Linked DNA regions of Mus musculus: regions 1, 3 and 4 are each linked to region 2. The links are chromatin contacts, called in public ChIA-PET, HiCAR-type and promoter capture Hi-C maps. All regions are on one chromosome and are shown on one strand. The core of a region is the stretch at or near the end of the contact, and the rest is flanking DNA. Distances in the headings are between cores, read along the strand shown.

The links. ChIA-PET counts read pairs in DNA pulled down with a chosen protein or histone mark. HiCAR-type assays count read pairs that join an accessible place to other places. Capture Hi-C pulls out chosen DNA fragments and counts their contacts.
Region 1: a contact with region 2 is called in a HiCAR-type map of astrocytes, with 3 times the contacts expected there. The contact joins the enhancer-like site here to the promoter of Pyroxd1 in region 2. A contact is called at or near these places in 4 of 39 promoter capture datasets (the 3T3-L1 cell line, embryonic stem cells, hippocampal neurons and 1 more), 2 of 484 Hi-C or Micro-C datasets (adipose-derived mesenchymal stem cells and embryonic fibroblasts), 1 of 115 datasets of contacts at active chromatin or transcription factors (astrocytes) and 1 of 9 other capture datasets (embryonic stem cells).
Region 3: a contact with region 2 is called in an RNA polymerase II ChIA-PET map of memory CD8 T cells, with 38 read pairs. The contact joins the promoter of Etnk1 here to the promoter of Pyroxd1 in region 2. A contact is called at or near these places in 9 of 39 promoter capture datasets (the 3T3-L1 cell line, 3T3-L1-derived adipocytes, the C10 cell line and 4 more), 2 of 484 Hi-C or Micro-C datasets (embryonic stem cells and muscle stem cells), 1 of 115 datasets of contacts at active chromatin or transcription factors (memory CD8 T cells) and 1 of 9 other capture datasets (liver).
Region 4: a contact with region 2 is called in a promoter capture Hi-C map of liver, with 2.3 times the contacts expected there. The contact joins the promoter of C2cd5 here to the promoter of Pyroxd1 in region 2. A contact is called at or near these places in 1 of 39 promoter capture datasets (liver), 1 of 115 datasets of contacts at active chromatin or transcription factors (pancreatic cancer cells) and 2 of 9 other capture datasets (adipose tissue and liver).

Annotation. Positions count from the first base shown.
Region 1 is chr6:141,566,308-141,570,885 of GRCm38.p6, forward strand. It overlaps Slco1c1 (solute carrier organic anion transporter family, member 1c1), which reads left to right. Exons shown (of 15, transcript NM_021471.3): 14 at 1,147-1,264; 15 at 2,999-3,870. The coding sequence ends at 3,221. Among named protein-coding and RNA genes, the nearest start is that of Slco1c1, 44 kb to the left of the region's middle. Within about 2 kb of position 2,489, at least 18 of the 459 cell types and tissues checked have an H3K27ac peak or open chromatin away from gene starts, as enhancers often do. A contact at or near this core is called in astrocytes, where this site is marked.
Region 2 is chr6:142,342,768-142,347,341 of GRCm38.p6, forward strand. Pyroxd1 (pyridine nucleotide-disulphide oxidoreductase domain 1) reads left to right here and starts at 2,930. Exons shown (of 12, transcript NM_183165.3): 1 at 2,930-3,040. The coding sequence starts at 2,966.
Region 3 is chr6:143,165,873-143,170,164 of GRCm38.p6, forward strand. It overlaps Etnk1 (ethanolamine kinase 1), which reads left to right and starts at 1,358. Exons shown (of 8, transcript NM_029250.2): 1 at 1,358-1,764. The coding sequence starts at 1,609.
Region 4 is chr6:143,098,106-143,102,425 of GRCm38.p6, forward strand. It overlaps C2cd5 (C2 calcium-dependent domain containing 5), which reads right to left and starts at 2,047. Exons shown (of 29, transcript NM_001362113.1): 1 at 1,828-2,047; 2 at 1,573-1,691. The coding sequence starts at 1,662.

The DNA.
Region 1 (4,578 bases), core at 1,239-3,738, 780 kb before region 2:
GGCTACTCAAAGGAAAACAAACAAACAAACACCAAAACAAACAAACAAACAGCCCTGTGCAAACCAGATTTTAATACCATCTGTTTGCAACGTACAAAATAGAAGTGAAGTTGTGAACACATTTTAATCCTTCCAGAGGACTTTTGTTGAAAGTTGATGATGAGAATTTATCTTCTGTCCCTAAGAAGGATCAGTTATTGCGAAGTATAATGAGTAAGACAGCCAACCATCCTGTGCCTATCCTGTGGTTGCATAGCTTGGTTTTCTGAGAACACACAATCAAAGGCCACTAAGGGTTTGTGGAAGGGAGGAAAGTTGTAGGCTGCTGAGCAGAATGAATGCAGTTTTAGGTCATTGGAATGGCTCTTTCTGAAGGGAACCATTTCAACTGAGATGCAAAGGGTATGTGCACATTCAAAAGGAGGAGGCAAGAAGATGAAATCAGCTTCAGATAAAGAAAGCTACTCGGGGCGTTCGGCAAGAGGGTGGAGCATGTTAATCACTGAAAAAAGTTCAGGGAAGCAGGTATCTGAAACATAAGACAATTAATATGACTTCAGATGAGGCCAGACATGTCATGTTTGGTCTTGGAATACCTTGGGCAATTATCTGTGTGGTTATTTGCTTAGTAAATAGAGTAGAGAGAGTTAAGGGAATTGGCAAAAAAGAACCCTTGGCTATTGCTTTTATTAGGGTGGGGTGTCTAGGAATTAAACCCTGGGCTTGGATGTATGCTAGACAAATTCTCTACCAGTGAGCTGTACACACACCCTCCTTCAGATTTACATCAGAGCAGAAGCAGAGAGAGGAGGATATATACCTAAGGAAGAGATTTTATGGCTTGGGTTTTAAAATGAGAAGGGCTCAGAGGTGGCATCCAGGTTCATTGCCTTGGCCACTTGGTGAGGGAGAAGTTGTGTTCACATTGAGTGTGAATTTCCAGGAGACATGCATCTAGACCTAAACCACTGACAGTTACTGCATGGGTCCTGAGCTTGTGACCAAACTCTGAGCCATAGAAAGAGGTCTCAGTGAAGAATTGTGGGTTTTCACTACCTAATCAGTGATTCCTGAGCTCAAGGTAAGTGGTTCTGGGTCACTTCTTATGGCCAAAAACTTAGAAGCGATCATTTATGTTTCTTACAGCAGGAATCCCAGCCCCTGTGTACTTTGGTGTTTTGATTGACACTTCATGCCTCAAATGGGGATTTAAGAAATGTGGAAGCAGAGGCTCCTGCAGGCTGTATGACTCCCACGCTTTCAGGTACAGTGCCAAGCACACTCATGTAGCTCTGTGCTCCTACAGCTCATTTTCTGCCACATCCTGAAGCTTAAAATTCCCTGTGTACTTTCCATGTTTATGAGGTAAATCAACCAAAAAACTGTGAACAATTCTATTTTACATGAAAAAATATTGCCAAGTGTTGACATTGAATTTCATTTTGAATTCATCATTATTTTATTTTGTTCTGACTTTTTAAAGTTAGCACAGTTAGCAATGCGTTTCATGAATGTATTTTATTATGGCACTTTCACATATATGTATCATTATACTTTGAATTTCTCCCTGCCCCAAGTAATCATTTTTTAAAAATGATGAAAATGAGCAGGAAAAAATGGCTCACACCTGTAATCCCAGAATTCAGGGGACTAAAAGAGAATTAGTTAATGCTTAATTGAAGTCAGCCTCGGCTATATAATATGTTCTAGGCTAAACTGAGGCTGCAGAGTGAGCAACCCTGGCTCATAACACACACACACACACACACACACACACACACACACACACACACGAGCATACATATATAATAAATGATTTTTAAAAAATCCTAGAATACAGGTTTGAAAATGTGTGCACACAAATGGCAAAATATTTCCTGAAACTCAGATGCATTTAAATTTAGGTCACATTCTGGGTTTATTTAATTCTATTCTTTTTTAAACTGAGCCAAACTGTACCATTTGCGTCAGCGCTAATCCCCTGGGCAAGATCTGGATTTGGCTCTCAATCCATCCGGCTCTTATTGCCAAGCTGATGTTCAATTATCCCAGTACTTGAAATGCACAAAAGTAAAAAGCTTTCTCTGTGTGGGTGAGCGTGTCTGAGGTGGAGAGCACGGTTTTCTCACTACGGTATCATTCAGTTCCGTTCATCAAACCTTTATCTCCCCACTGCTTAAAGCCATACTCCAGTGGCTTAAAAGCAGGACTTCTTTTATTCAAAGACTTACACGCTGAATACTTTGTTTCAGAGGGGGAAAAAAAAAAACCTCCAAAAACCAAAAGAAAAAAAAAAATCCGAGAGTCTTGAGCCTGTAAGTTGCATGTGAATTAGGCAGACCATCTCAAATAAGATCGATTTAATAGGCTTTGATATTATGTGTGAAGGATGTTTGGTCCAAGGCCAGGGCCAGTTCTGGGAGTGACATTTGGTTTCTGCTCTCATTTGGTAAGGCTAAGTGCTCACTGCAGTGTGGACATTGTGTGATGCAGAGACCGTATGTAAGAGGGGAAGCTGAACACTAAGTTCTTTATCAGGCCTTTCTGTCCCACTAACAACCCTGACCCCTTCTTTGAATTGCTTACCACAGCTTTTCCTTGGAGTGTATTGAAGAAATATTTGAGACAGGGTCACCACATGACTTAGTCAAACCTTGACACCTTTGAAAGTGAAAGAGGCTCTTTTAAAATTATTACTTGGGACAGCAATGGGCTAAATAGGACTGCCTCAGCAAGCAGGAAGATGGCTATCCAACTTCAGGGAATCTTTAAAGAGGAAGTGGGAACTATTATATCATTTGCAGTAACCAGGAATGACAATACAACTAAGAAGTTGCCTCTGCTGGCAGGAGGTCACCAGCATTCATAGCCACCAGGCCATTAAGTCTGTGTCTCTCAGCAATCAACCTCACACTGTTAGAACCTTCATGTTTTGTTTTGCTTTGCTTTCAAGTTGAGTGGCTGCAATAATTATAACCGAGACTCTCTCCTCTTTTAGACACATATACCTGGGATTAACCACGCTCCTGGGCACGGTGTCTGTCTTCCTAAGCATGGCTGTACTTTTTGTTTTAAAGAAAAAATATGTCTCGAAACACAGCAGCTTAATAACCACAAGAGAAAAAATAGGGATGTCTTCAAGCATCAAAAAGGAGACATGCGCTGCAAGGGATCGTGGATTGCAGCCCAAGTACTGGCCAGGCAAGGAGACACGACTTTAAAAAAAAATCATGGAAACAAACAAATATGGGGTCATTTTATCCAATACATGTAAATGAATAAAAGCATAATCAAAAGGGCTTCAATGTGCAATTCCTTTCTGCTTCCAAAGGTATGCCTGCTTTGCTTTTGACTCTAAGCATAACATGACAAACCTCTAAGGATGTAATTAAATTTATTTTAAAACTTTTAAACTTGTACATTCCTTTTAATTATTTTCTTATTTCTGCTTCATGCTATATTGTCTCCATTGATATGTGATATGTGTTCCTGGGGATGGCTGTCTATTATGTTTGATTATGACATGTCATCTGTACATTGTGTCACTTGACCAGAATCTACTTTGAGTATTTCCTAAGGAGATCTTTCAGATTTAGCTCCTCCTTGAACTGATACAGAAAAAAAACATTCATGATGGGGTTGTCTTCTGAGACAATTTCTGTTCATTAGTTTACATATAATAAGATGTAATTTTATAATTTACATAAATTCATTGTGATTTTGGAAGTATCCATGGTTACACTGCAATTCATGTCACCATGTCACCATACTTTATTGCTTACGAATTCAGTGAATCAAAATATTTTTAAACAAACACTTCCCAAATTTCCATGAATTAGGTAACTCTGTACTTAGACATAAATTGTATTCACAAAATATATTTGTTTTGTTTTGCTTTTTCGAGACAGGGTTTCTCTGTGTAGCCCTGGGTGTCCTGGAACTCACTCTATAGACCAGACTGCCTTAAACTCAGAGATCCGCCTGCCTCTGCCTCCTAAGTGCTGGGATTAAAGGCATGTGCCACCACTGCCTGGTCATAAAAATATTTAAAAGTTAAGTTTCTGGGGATGGGGGGACCTGAGTGGACTTGCATGTCAACTTGATCAGAAAGCATTGTATGAAATTCCCAAATAATCCATAAAAACATAATGTTGGAAAAGATATAGTAACATAGATATTACAAATTGTACTATGTGGTACTATGCATTTCTGCACTGTGTGTCTGTAGTATAAGATATTTATGTACACTATACATGTACTATGTAGCTGATATGTACTTTATGCATAAAACAGTCAGAGACTTTGACCCTGTAGAGAGAGTAGGCTCTAGATGTCATTTGTCCTGGTTAGTTCTTTCTCCACTTGACACAAGATAGCCTCATTTGGGAAGAGGGACTCTCAGTTGAGGCAGTTTCTCCACAGTGTTGGCCTATAGGCACGTCTTGATTAATGATTGACGTGGAAAAGTCCATCCCACCTGAGCAGATAGTCCTGAGTTATATTAGAAGGCAGGCTAAGCAAGCCATAAGGAACAAGGCAGTAAACAGCACTCCTCCATGCCTTCTAATGTTCCTGTGT
Region 2 (4,574 bases), core at 1,680-4,179:
ATCTGCAAGAGATGAGCTATCCAGATAATTTTTTAGAATAGCAAGAAAGAACTGCTTGGAGAATTGTCTTGATCAGCTAAAGAAGTCAGGACAAAAACTCAAGTAGGGCAGGAATGTGGAGGCAGGAGCTGATGCAGAGGTCATGGAGGGGTGCTGCTTACTGGCTTGCTCTTCATGGCTTACTCAGCCTGCTTTCTTACAAAACCCAGCACTGTCAGCCAGAGAATAGCAACATCTACAAGGGGTGGAAGGCATGGAACACCAACTAAGAAAATGCCCTACAGGCTTAGCTACAGCCCAATCTTAGGAAGGCATTGCCTTCTCTTTTTTTTTCTGTCCATAATTTATTTTTTGATTCACCTTACATCCCAGTTACAGCCCCTTCCCTCCTCTCTTCCCAGTGCTGCCCTTACAAGTCTCCCCACCCCAGTTACCCAACCACCTTCTCCTTAGGGAGGGGTACGCTTCCCCTGGGTACCACTAAGCACCTCCTCTCCCACTGAGGCCCATTCAGGCAGTCCAGGTAGGGGAAGGGGATCCAATGCAAGGCAATGGAATCAGAGACAGCCTATGCACACATATACATCTATATTCTTGGATGCATTTTTATGTTAAAATTTACCAACCCAATATTGGTCGCCTATATCATACTTTCTATTTTGTTTTTTATAGATTTATAGATTTTATTAATTTTTGGTTAGCATAAAAATAATACAAAAAATGGTATATTATTACATGTTATTATATGTTTTGTTCTCATTTATTCCTCTCAACACATATTTTTCTAACTAAAATACTTTTATTTTTTAATATTTATTCATTTTTAGGGGTATGTATTAAACAACTGAGCATGTGTACTTCTTAAGAAAACTAACAAAGATCTGGAGAGATAGCTCAGTAGGTTTGGAACACTAGCTGTTCTTCCAGAGCATCCAGAACCCACATGGCAGCTCAGAATCATCTCCAATTTCAGGCAAGCAAATGCCCTCTTCTGGCCTCTGCTGGTACTGCATGCACATGATATTAATAATTTTATATATATGCAAAACATCCATACACATAAGATAATACAAATTGAGGGATTTTCTTTAGCAGCATACCAATATACTTTTTTTTTTGGTTTTTCGAAACGATTTCTCTGTGTAGCCCTGGCTGTCCTGGAAGACCTGTCTGTAGACCAGCCTGGCCTTGAACTCAGAAATCTGCCTGCCTCTTTATCCCAAGTGCTAGGATTAAAGGCGTGTGCCACCACTGCCCAGCTACAAGTATGCTTTTATTTTTACAAAGACTGTTTTTATATTTTGCATATGAGTGTTTTGCCTGAATGCATGCCTGTGTGTCATGTGTGTGCGGTGCCTATGAAGATCATATATATATATAAATATATATATATATATATATATATATATATATATTTAAGATACTAGGTAGGTGATAGATAGATGATATATATGTGTCATTTAAATATGTCATATATTTAAAATACTTTTTTGCTGTTTCGCTTTAAAGTCCAAAAGGCCTACTTATTCTTTTTATTCTTGACCATCCCTTCACTGTTTTGTTATTGTTTTTTTTTTATGTTCTAAAGTAAAACAGCAAATGGTGAATGGATACAGTTTGAATATTAGTTAATATTTCTATTTATGTTGATGAGTAACATGTCCAACAGAAGTTCTAACTATGATAAACAAATGAATCAGGTGTGTTTACATGTGGGTATTACAAATAGAACTATTTTACTGAGATCACCAACCACTGAAGTCACCAGAAATAGTAGCTGGGGTCGTGTCAAGGAGCTTACGACTTTGGTGTAGTTGGGATGAAGTAAAGCAGGGTAGGTTTAAACTCATAAGATGTTTTTGGGCTACATAGAGGCAACTCCTTTCTCCATTTTACAGTTATTAAAGTTATTGATGAGGAGCGGCAGCTTATTGAGGGAAAGGAGTTGCAAAAAGCTGACGTTGTGTGTGCTAAGAAAAGAAAGAAAGCAGCGGTGTCATTCAAAGCTGAGGAGCAAATGGTCTCCTGTAAAACGATGAAGCAGTGTATATCTATAATGAGATATAGAGTCCCTGTTACCCAGATTGGCCATCCTCAGAGTTTAAAGAATTAAAGAGGCATCAATAAATACCAGTGTTAGACAGAGACGATTAAAAAAGGCCTTAATATTAAAATCAAACCGCCAAGCGAGACAATCCACAAGGGCACAAAGATTAACAGCAAGGTAAGAGAGGATACTGCAGAGGAAAGAGGTGAAAACAACTCAGCCATTTCTGAACGCCATTCCTCAGGCAAATGAACACTAGGAAACTATAACTGTTAAGAAATGCTATGTTTTTGCACCTGTACATTTTTACTGAGCTCAGAATTGGAAGTTAGAGGCTAACTTCTTCAACTATTCAACAGTATTTGATTGTCATAAAGATGTCATAAAGAATGAGTTTTCAAAGGCCGGGCATGGTGGCGCACGCCTTTAATCCCAGGACTCGGGAGGCAGAGGCAGGCGGATTTCTGAGTTCGAGGCCAGCCTGGTCTACAAAGTGAGTTCCAGGACAGCCAGGGCTATACAGAGAAACCCTGTCTCGCAAAAAACAAAAACAAAAACAAAAAGAATGAGTTTTCACAATATCCCATTGCTATGTGAAGGGCAGCAATCGAGACTATTCCAGAGGATTCGAGTTCTTCCCCTACAGAATAAGAAGAGGCTCGCATGAAAGTCCCCTAAGGCAGGGGCAACCAGAGTTCAAGATGTGGGCGTGGTAACAGCCGGAAAGTCTGCCTCCAGATTTTCAAACGCAAAACACGTGGGAAATACTCATACGGACTAAGTGTGAGCTTCCGGGCACCCGTAGTCCAATGTCAATGGCCCGAGCGCCGGAAGTGATTTGTGGGCAGCGTCTCTTCCGGGTAGAAAATAGCTGGAACTTTCACCAGTGTTCAGTCTGCCGCCAGCCCCCGGGGAACTATGGAGGCCCCGCGACCGGCAGGGACATTCGTGGTGGTAGGAGGTGGCATCGCTGGCGTCACGTGTGCCGAGCAGGTTCGTGGGCGCGTGCTCCGCCCCTTCTGGACCCTGTTGTCGTGGTTACGGGAGATTGCGGCGGGCGGCACCGCTTCGCGGGTCGCTCTTCCGGCTTTTCCCCACGCCCACTCGGCGGCGCCGCTGGTGGGGAGGCTGCGCAGAGCCCCGTTGTAGCGTTTGGGGCCAGGAGTAGACAGTGCCTAATTAGCTAGGAATCCAAAATCGAACCAGACTCCGGGTGGAATAGTGTGCCAGTGGGCAGGAGACCTTGGCGTTTGGACAGAAAATTCTCCCACTTTTCAGATTTCCTTCACACATGAAATTTAGTTTCTTGATAAGTGCCACGACGTTAATAAATAATTTCAACGTTACCTTGAACTCCAAAGATAAAATTTCATGTCTAGCAGAAGTTTGGGGCAAAGGACTACAGATGAGGAAATTCTAATCATGATAAACAAATGAATCAGATGTGTTTACATGTGCGTATTACAGAAAAGAACTATTTTGTTGCGATCACCAACCGCTGAAGTCACCAGAAATAGTAGCAGGAAGTGTTTTTTGAGTTGTTAAACTTGGGTGGTGCAGCTCCTGTTTATCCATCAAAGAGTTCATATTCCAAGTCACGTCATCACTGTGTTACCTTAATCTTAGGAGTTACTGGTAGGAGTGAATTAAGGTAAGGGGTAATTAACTTCTCTTAATGTGTAAAGATTACCAAATAGAGAAGAAAAACATACTCCACAGTGTAGCCTTCATGGGAAGAAAGCATGACTTAAATTGCAAGCAGAGAAGCTGATAAGAGACAGAAGCAAGGAAGACTGCCAGAGTTCAGACCACATAGGTTGATACGACTTGCTGTGTTTAATGAAAGTCTGCAAATAGATGGTTTCGAGTTAGGGGTGAAAGCTTTGTAAATTTGATTAGCTACAGTGTGTGTGTTAAGGGCAAATGGTCGACAGCTGTGTGAAGCAGGAAGCTAACCTGTAGATAGTTCTCAGGAGTATTAAGTTTTGAGAACTTGATCCAACAAGAAATGTACAAGATAGATTACAGAATATGAAGAGGAAACAAAGGCAGAGAGTGGTCAGATATAGGACATTCAAATAGGTTGAGTCACAGGACTGTTGTATGGCCTGAGGGCGTGGGGTTGAGGGTGCTGAGCTTCGTGGGACATGAGCAGGGACATGGGACAGGCAGTGGAACAGAATCCAAGATGAGCAAACGACCACCCCCCTCCGGAGTGTAGGGAAAAGGTAGAAATCGTGAAACTGCTGCATGTTAAGTCTTTGTGTTTTGTTAAGCTAAGGTTCAAATGGCTCTGTCTTCCCTGAGTATGTACTAGTCAGAGAGGGAGTGTGAGGGCCATGGGAAGAGTGATGCTGAGATTCTGTCTCATATCGCAGCCTTGCTTTAATTTTATCCTCAGCGAAGGCAAGTAAAAACACTACTTTAAAATGAATGGAAGTAAGTAAGCAGTCTGTAATTGGCTGTATAGCTTTAAACTGGTATATGGAATAAGTCGGCCAAAGATACTGCTGTAGTGGTTTTAGGT
Region 3 (4,292 bases), core at 108-2,607, 820 kb after region 2:
ATGGTCAATAAATTTACAATGTTGCAAAAATGCAGGAGTGGATTTCCCACTTTTTAGTGTAGGAAGTTTATCATTATCTCAGACTTATTTGTGACTTACAAAGGTATGTAGCCTCATTCAGAACAATGAGAACATAAATGTGTGCTAATGGGTAATACAACATTTGATCATTCACAAGTTATTCACTTGTACTCAGCCCCGGGGAGGCCAGAAGTCAAGGTGAAAGTCACCTCCATTGTCTCCGTCATAAAAGGAAAGCACAAGGGCGGACCAAAAACTTGTAGATGATCCGGTTGCCAGTATTTCTCTAACAAGCAAAGAGCAGAGCCTTTCTGATACAGGAGGTTTCATGTAGCCGTGCGAGTCCCAGGACGCGCTATGATTTAGCATGACAGATCTAATTTTCTTTCCTTCCAATTCCCTCCGAGTCTCTACCTTATATAACCGGCTTTGAATAATTCTCAGCAACGTCAACTATCTGACCCTTAAAATGAGTGTTTCAGTCGTCTATTATCGGTCGGCTGATGACTAAGTATATCCCGGGCAAACCTGGAACTCACTATGTAGCCCGGCTGGTTTGGAACTCGTGGCAATCCTGCCTTAGGCACCTGAGAACTAGGACAGGTATAGGTCATCACACCACTGTCACCGGTTTACTCTCACTTTACGTAAAGTTTGCCCCAAATACTGTGATTTCTATGTACCGTCAAAGGGAACTGGGTTGCTGAACCAAGCAAGCATGTAGTTCTGTGCACACAGCTTCAGGAACAAGGCGAGCAAATTAATCCAGCTTGGCCGGTTGAGGCCAGGCTAAGCTCACAGCTTAAATTTAGGGTTATTTCAGGACGTGCCTTCTGCGTCCCGTAAGAACGTCAGCCCTAAGTAAGCAGAGCCCACGACCCTAGTGATCTAGAAAGGTGACGCTTCCTTGACTCCTGACAGGGCTGGGTAGCACTCCACAGCTCATCGGTAGAGTTCGAAAGGGCTCGGCAGAGCTCGACAGCGCTCCGGCAGAGCTCGGCAGAATTCGGTAGGGCTCCGGTAGCGCTCGGGCAAGGCTCGTTAGAGCCCCGGTAGGGCTCGGCAAAGCTCGACAGTGCTCCGGCAGGGCTCGGCAGTGTTCGGCAAGGCTCGTAAGCGCTCCGGCTGGGCTCGGCCGCGCTCGGACTCCTTCGGGTGCAGGAGCCCAGCCAACCCCACAGTAGCGGAGTGCCTGGCGGTGCGCGCTCCCCGAGACCCCGATCCCCAAGAGCCCCGAGGCCCGCCCATTGTGCCGCGGGGTTCGCCACCCCGCCAGCCGCCTGACGCAGCCGAGGCTCCGCCCCCGGCGTGACGCTAGCGTCAGGCCAGTCCCGGCATGCTTCGCGGCCGCCCGCGGTCTAGCGCACTGAGGCATCTTCCCGAGAGCGGCCGTGCCTCCGCGTCTCTGCACTGCGCACCCCGTCCGGCCGCCCGGTTGCCCCCGCCGCCCGCCCGTGCGTCCGAGCGGCCGCAGCCCTCCGCCGAGGGCGCCCCGGGACGGAAGGGTCCAGCAGCCTGCCGGCGCCCGCCGCGCTCGTGGTCGCCGTCGCCGTGGTCGTCGTGGTCGTGTCCGCCGTCGCCTGGGCCATGGCCAATTACATCCACGTCCCGCCCGGCTCGCCCGAGGTGCCGAAGCTCGACGTGACGGTGCAGGACCAGGAGGAGCAGCGCTGCCGCGACGGCGCCCTGAGCCTGCTGCGGCACCTGCGGCCGCACTGGGACCCCCGGGAGGTGACCCTGCAGGTGAGGCCGGACGGGCACCGGGTTTCCTTCCCGAAGCCGCCGCGTCAGCGACGTCTGCCCGGCCCCTGAAGAGGCTCCCGGGGATGGCTGCCGCGGCCCTCGTCATGCCTCTCCTCCCAGACCCCGCAGCCCATCCGCCTCCCGCGGTCCTCTCCGCTGCCCTCCCTCCCCTGCGCTTCCCTCCCATCCCTGCCTTATCCAGCCCGAGATCTTCCCACATCCCCATCTCCGAGCCGCGGGAGAACAACTCCTTTCCAAAGCGGAATGACCGGGGACCTGCTGCTGCCCACGCCAGGATGCTAGGGAACGCTATGCCGTGCGTTATAGGAAGGCTTGAATTGGAAGGTTTCTAAATTTGTAAAGTCTTAGAAGAATTAATGCTCAGGGTTGGAGTGAGCAGTGGCCTGGGAATATTTTCGTGAGTCAGTGGCTTTAAAGACAAAAATTCTCAGAAGGATACCCCTACCCCCGAAAAGCTAGGATTAGGAAAAAAAAAAGGCACTTGCAAGTTATGATCCACCATACCCACAATTTATCTGGTGTAATTGGTTATAGTTTTTTCAGTGCACAGCTTGTAGGATTACTAAGGTGAATTTCCTTTTTCCTTGCAAACAAGCCAAATTAGTAAAATTTTAACGGTTTGGGATTGTTTTAGATTTGAGCAGTAATTTGTATTATTCAAGACGTCTGTCATTTTGATGACTCCAATACATTGTTGGGGGTTTATACAGGATTTATTGATTTAAGTTTTTTGCTAAATTTTTTTTTTAGTATAATTAAAACATGAGTAGTGTCTAGGCCCCAGAGCAGTTCCTGACACTTGGGGGCTTTTATGAGTTTTAGTTTCGATTCTTGTTAGAAGTGTTCTGAGCAGCTGAAAGAGACCGACCCATATGTTTTGGGGAAGAAACTTGTTAGACAAAAGACTTTGACATTTAAGGTGTGCCTGTTGGCCAAGTATATAGGAAATAGTTGATTCAAAATGATTTTTATGTATAACTTGGAAGATTATTGCATTTCCTTTAAGGAAGTGCTTTTCAAATGGAAGCATATCTGTTTGTGTATTTTTTGCAGTGCTGGGAAAGGCAGCTCTGGATCCTAGGCCAGTGCTCTACCTCTGTATGTAGCCCTCATGTTAGACTGTTAATATAGTGTATTCACTTGCTTGTTTGAGAGGGTTTTAAAATTTAATAAAATCTATTTCTGGAAAATATCTTACTAATTAAAGGCAGTTCTGCTTCCTGGTATACTGCAGTGCTGGCAACCCATATTGTTTTTTAGCAGTGACTTTTTCAAGTTTGAAGCTTGGAATTTCCTTTCATTTATTTGTGTGTAGAAAGTGGTAATAGCTGTCGAGTGAAGTGCTGTCTGCTGGATTGGGTTGAGCTCTTTTTAAAGTCATCGTTGCCTAGGAAATCCTAGGTAGGTGCTCTCTCTTTTACCTCACGTGAAATCTAGTGAAGGAAAGCCAGGGTAAAGAAGGACTTAAAGCTATTCTGACTGTTATATAGGAGATGAGGGTAAATCATGACTTATATGTATTTTTCTTTTTCCAGGCAAGGTGGCTAGATCCCTCACTCAACTGGCACCCCATTGTGGTGGGGTTGCAGGTTTTTGCCACCATTCCTGACCTATGCTGTGACTATGAACTGTAACCTTTGGGTTCATAATCTGAACTTATGTGTATTTAACAGATATTACTCACTTCTAAAATCAATAATTAGAAATTCATCCCCTCCTTGTGCAAGCAGAACTCTTGGATCAGAAGCGGAGCCATCAGTAAGTCAAGGCTAGGGTTCTTTATTCTGCCCCAGCTCCTAGAGGGACTTACATATGCTAGGACACTGCAAACCAGTGGTGCCTTGGGGCCTTGTTTAGTAATTCCAATTTTGTCATTATTTGTATTCTTTTGAGACAAGGTCTCACTGTAGCTCCATCCGGTTTGGAGCTGGCTCTGTAAACCAGGCTGGCCTCTTGAGCCTTGGGCTTTAAGGCTTTTGTCACTGTGGCCTGCTTGTTTAGTGTTCCTTAATGGTTATAGTTTCTTTTAAAATTTTATTTCTGGAACTGTAAAAGATAATACTCCTACCTCATTTCTGAAAGGGAAGCACGCATCCTATAGCCAAAAGAGACATGTAACGTCATGTCAGCTGAAGCAGAATAGCCTGTTTTTTTAAGGTATTCTCTTCCCCCTCCCCCTTTGTATGAGGCTCTGGAAATGCAAGCTTGAGCATAGAGCATGCTACGCAAGCTTTCTACTCCAAACTCTCACTGTTTTTTTTTTTTTTTCCTCCCCCAGACTAACATTTTTCTTGGCTGTATGTAGTGGAGGCAGGAAGATCAGGAGTTGAAGGTTATTCCTGACTTTACATAAGGAGTTCCAGGCCAGCAGGAAAAATATATTAAAAACGTATTTTTATATAACATATTTTAGAAGCTTTTGTGACCATCCTTATCTTTCCTGGTAGTTACTCCTATAATATCAACATGTGGAATGTGAGAAAAATAAAAATAGGCCCAAAACAAAG
Region 4 (4,320 bases), core at 797-3,296, 750 kb after region 2:
CACTAAAAGACATCACCTGCATGCTCCTACACTCCTGTAACACACCAGCCTCCTCCAGCTTCTCCTCTGCCTCCTCACCCTTTTACACAGACACAGGCTACAGGCTCTCAGGAGCTAATGTCTCTCATCCAACAGGCGTTGCTTGACACTGACCTCACAACCTAAAAATGGTGATCTTTACCACTTTCTAGTGCATTTTTTTATGGCACCCATAACAATTTTTTCCTAATTTGCATTATCTACTTCGTAAATTCTGTACTTTTAAAATGTCTTAGTCACCAAAACAAAAGTTCCTTAAAATCAGAAACCAAATTCACCTTGTTCATCATTATACATACATCAACTAAACCAGAATAGCACAGGGCCTAGCAAACAACCATCATTCAAAAATAACATTCAGCACCTTGTCTAGAGAGGTGGGAAAGTTATAATAGAAGAGACTGCTGCTAGGCTGTGGAGATTTACAAGGTAGATCATCGAAGCACATTATTTCTGCCCCTAGGAATCCACTGCCTAACCTGTAAGATGAGGATATGGCTCCTAGTTAGCTTTGCTGTAAAAACTAAGGATTCAAAAGTACAAAACACAAATATCTCAATAATGAAGCTCAATACATATTAGATATTAATATCAGCTGTGTGGATTACTCTCCAGGCTGCCTGAAAGGCAGTACAACTTCAGTTATCATTAGATCTCTGTTGACATCTGGCCCAGGAGCAAACTGCTTTGGGTTTTGTTTTTTGTTTTTTGTTTTTTTTTTTGGGGGGGGGGGGTTAGTTTGGTTTGTGTTTGTTTGTTTCAATAAAAGATGAAGTTGAACTCAACAAATGCCATAAAAATAAATAAAATAAAAAATACAGTGAATTGCAGTTAATTAGGTTCTGGAACGTTTAAGAATATATTGAGTATAAGTATACTGTCATATGTCTTTGAACCCTAAGCATTAATAGCCCAAATGATTATTGCTCTAATGGTCTGCCTCATTATGTCAACTTTTATTACAATTTCTCCTTGGCTTCTTTCAGGTTGTGAGTTATTAACTTCCGGACAGTAGGCCTGTGCTAATTTGCATGACTTTTAAACTAATCATTAGACTTAAAGAGCAATTTTGCAATTGAAACCCATGGCACTTAATTGACTTCCTACCTCGAGGCAATAAATTACCCTGAAACAGCTCACCTCCCTACCAGTCTACACAAGGGCAGCTTTAGTGCTGCTGTTGTGTGTGACTTGCACTGATGATTCAGACGGTGTTGGGGTACGGGTTGGATGTAGTCGCACCGTGGGGCTGTGGGTGTCCCCAGAGGGCTGGCTGCGTGGACTTGCTGCAGCAATGGCCCTTAACCTCCTAACCGCAAACGAGGTCGTGGCGAGCGTCTCCGCTGCCACGCCTCGGACCGGCAGGTGGTCGGACCGACGCCCTGACCGCGAGCTTGGCAGCGGGACGTGTCCAGGACCGATGGCCACATCTCACGGGCTGGGGGCGGGCGGGCATCCCTCCACGGAGCCGGGGACCGCGGGAAGGGCAGGGCTCGGCGCCCCGTGCTCTGGGGGGCAGGACCAGGAACCAACCTCCACGAAGGCATCCGTCAGGTCACTGGCACGGTCCATCACCGGCAAATGGCGACCGGCCACAATTTTCACCTTCAGCTTCCCCGGCATCACGGCGGCTTCGGCCTCTCCTAGGATTCCTGCAGAAACAAACAAGCGAGTCTGCGCCGAGCGAGCGAGCGAGCGCGAGCCCGGGGGGGGGGGGCGCGGGGGCGCGCGGAGAGGCGTCGGGAGCGCGCGCCAACTGACAGCGGAGGGCGCGCGCGCCGCACTCACGCTCTGAGCAGGAACCGAGTCGTCCCGCGCGGCCACCGAGGCCTCATTCCGGAGAAGCAGCCGGAGGAAGGGCGCCGGCCAGCCGTGCTGCCCTACCCCTGACGTGCTGCAGAGAGCCGCCAAGTCCAGTCAGCATCCCGCAAAGCAGGCACCGCGCCCACCCACCTTTCTCCTCCCACCTTCCAAAAATGGCGGCTCGAGGGGCGGGAGCGATCGATCTCTCGGTGCTCTGCCCTGCGGCGGGGCCGATTTGAATTCGCGGGGCCATGGGAGAGGGGCGGGGCTGAGCTGGAGAGCAGGGGAACCGGTCGAGCCCTGCATCATCTACCCAGCCTCGGGTCGGTTAGGTGCAGGAGCCGTGCTGAGGACACGCTCCAGCGCTCTGGGCACCCGGCGCTGGTGACAACCCAGCCGCGCTTCATTTTGTTGGCCCTTGGACAGACTGCTGCTGCCAAGCATACTAGAGGAGTCTACTTTTAGTGTTTCCTGAGACGGCCACCAGGAAGGGGTACTGATGCGAGTAGTGGTTTTCTATGAATTTCAGTAAGAATCCTCTGGTTAGAGTCAGGTGTGGGGACGCACACCTGTCAACCCAGAACTTGGAAAGTGGAGGCAGGAGGATTGCATCGAGTTCTTAGCCAGCCTGGGCAACAGACGAAAAGTTTGGCTCAAAAAAGAAAAAAAAAAAAAAAAAAAAAAAAAAAAAAAAAAAAAAAAGGAAAAGGGACAAAAAATTACACACACGCATCTCAGCTAGTGAAAATAAATATTATTTCTTCAAAGACTTATTTCAGTCACAGGCAATTGTACTGTGTACTGGGTTATAGATGGCACTTCACACTTCCTTATGTCAGTGTGAACTTTGTGTGTCAGTGTGAACTTTCTTTTTTGAGGCAACATCTTGCCTGCTGGCCTCTCCTTGGTATGCAGCCCAGGCTGGCTTTGAATGTGGCAGTCTTCCTGGTGTATTGTCACAAGTGCTAAGGTGATGGGTTTGTGCCTGCACATCCAGCTCTCTAAGTATTAAGCATTCACACGCCTAAAGGAAAGGTCTACAGTGCTGGCTAAAAGTCAGCAAGAAACGAACCTCCAGCGGTACATGTAGTCAGTGTGAGAAATGAGCCCGAAGAAGACCTCACTAGGTCTCTGTAAATTGACCCCACTCTAGATACATCATGAGCCTGTCAAAGTGGGGTATTAGATACTGCTTCAGACTATCAGAAAATGATTGGGGTTGAAGCCCACACACAGGATGGAACAAGAGCACTTCCTACACTATGGCAAACCCAGCATTGGCAATACACTCTGTAGTAAATACTGAAATCAACACTGAAAATGCCAGTGGGAAAAAAATCACAGCACTGAATTTATCAGGAATGGAAAATTCCTAAATGAAGATATCAGCATGGTCTTTTTAACTTCAAAAATACTAAAACAGGATAGAAAAATTACTTGAAGTGGTAATGAACCAGAAACGCCCTTTCAAAAAGAGTCCTCCTGAGAAAGGAATTTTGCCCATGGGCAAAACTGAATTCTTCCAAAGAAAATGTCCTGCTCAAAAGAAGAAAAAGAATAAGTAAAAGATACATTGTTGCATACTGTTTGGACTAGAGAAATTTCCATCCTTGTCAGTAACAATAAGATCACAATCTCACATAATTTCCTTGGACCCACCTGTAGCTTTTTCCTAAGCACCTAAACTATCCTTGCTGAATTCAAGGGTCTACTACAAATCAGTCCATGTTCTTTACATTGTTTTCCCCTTCACTGAACCATTTTATTTAATAAACCATTTTTTAATGAAATCTATATCTAAGATTGTTCTCTCTGCATCTTCTCAACTGTTCCTCATCCTGCTTGGCGGTAGTCTTTGCAGTTTTTGGTCTGATGATAAACTCCTTGCTGAGGTAAATGCCCACACGGACATGTGGGCCGCTGGCCTTTTCTGCTGTCAATTGTGGATGACATTTCCTGTAAACCTGGACTGTCTTGCCAATCAGCTGACCTTTTAAGTGTCCTCACACAACCTGAACTTCATCCTTTGGGATACACAGAGATCAAGCCCCTGCCTCAGATCTTTGGAAAGGGGGATAGAGATGTTGAAATCCCTTTCCCATCGCTCCAGTTAGAAAGAGCTGAAAATAGTGACACGTGTCTTTAATTCCCAGCCCCAGAAAGGCAGAGGAAGGTAGATCTCTGAGTTCAAAGCCAGTCTGGTCTACATTGCAAGTTCCACTTAGGTCAGAGTTACACAGTGAGAAACCGTCTGTCCCTGCAGCTCCCTCCCCACCAGAAAAGAAATTTGCAAAAGTCCTTCAGTTTGTCAGTCACCCACTAGCAATGGTGCCCGAAGACCAGAGCTGCCTTATTATACGGATGGCGGGATAGAGATAGCTTTTTCTAAGGAAAATATATTGCCTTGTTACCAATTCCTCTTTTAAAGTATAAATGCAAAGACCGGAAGAGGGACTGCCGAAACTTCAGGCCCAACCT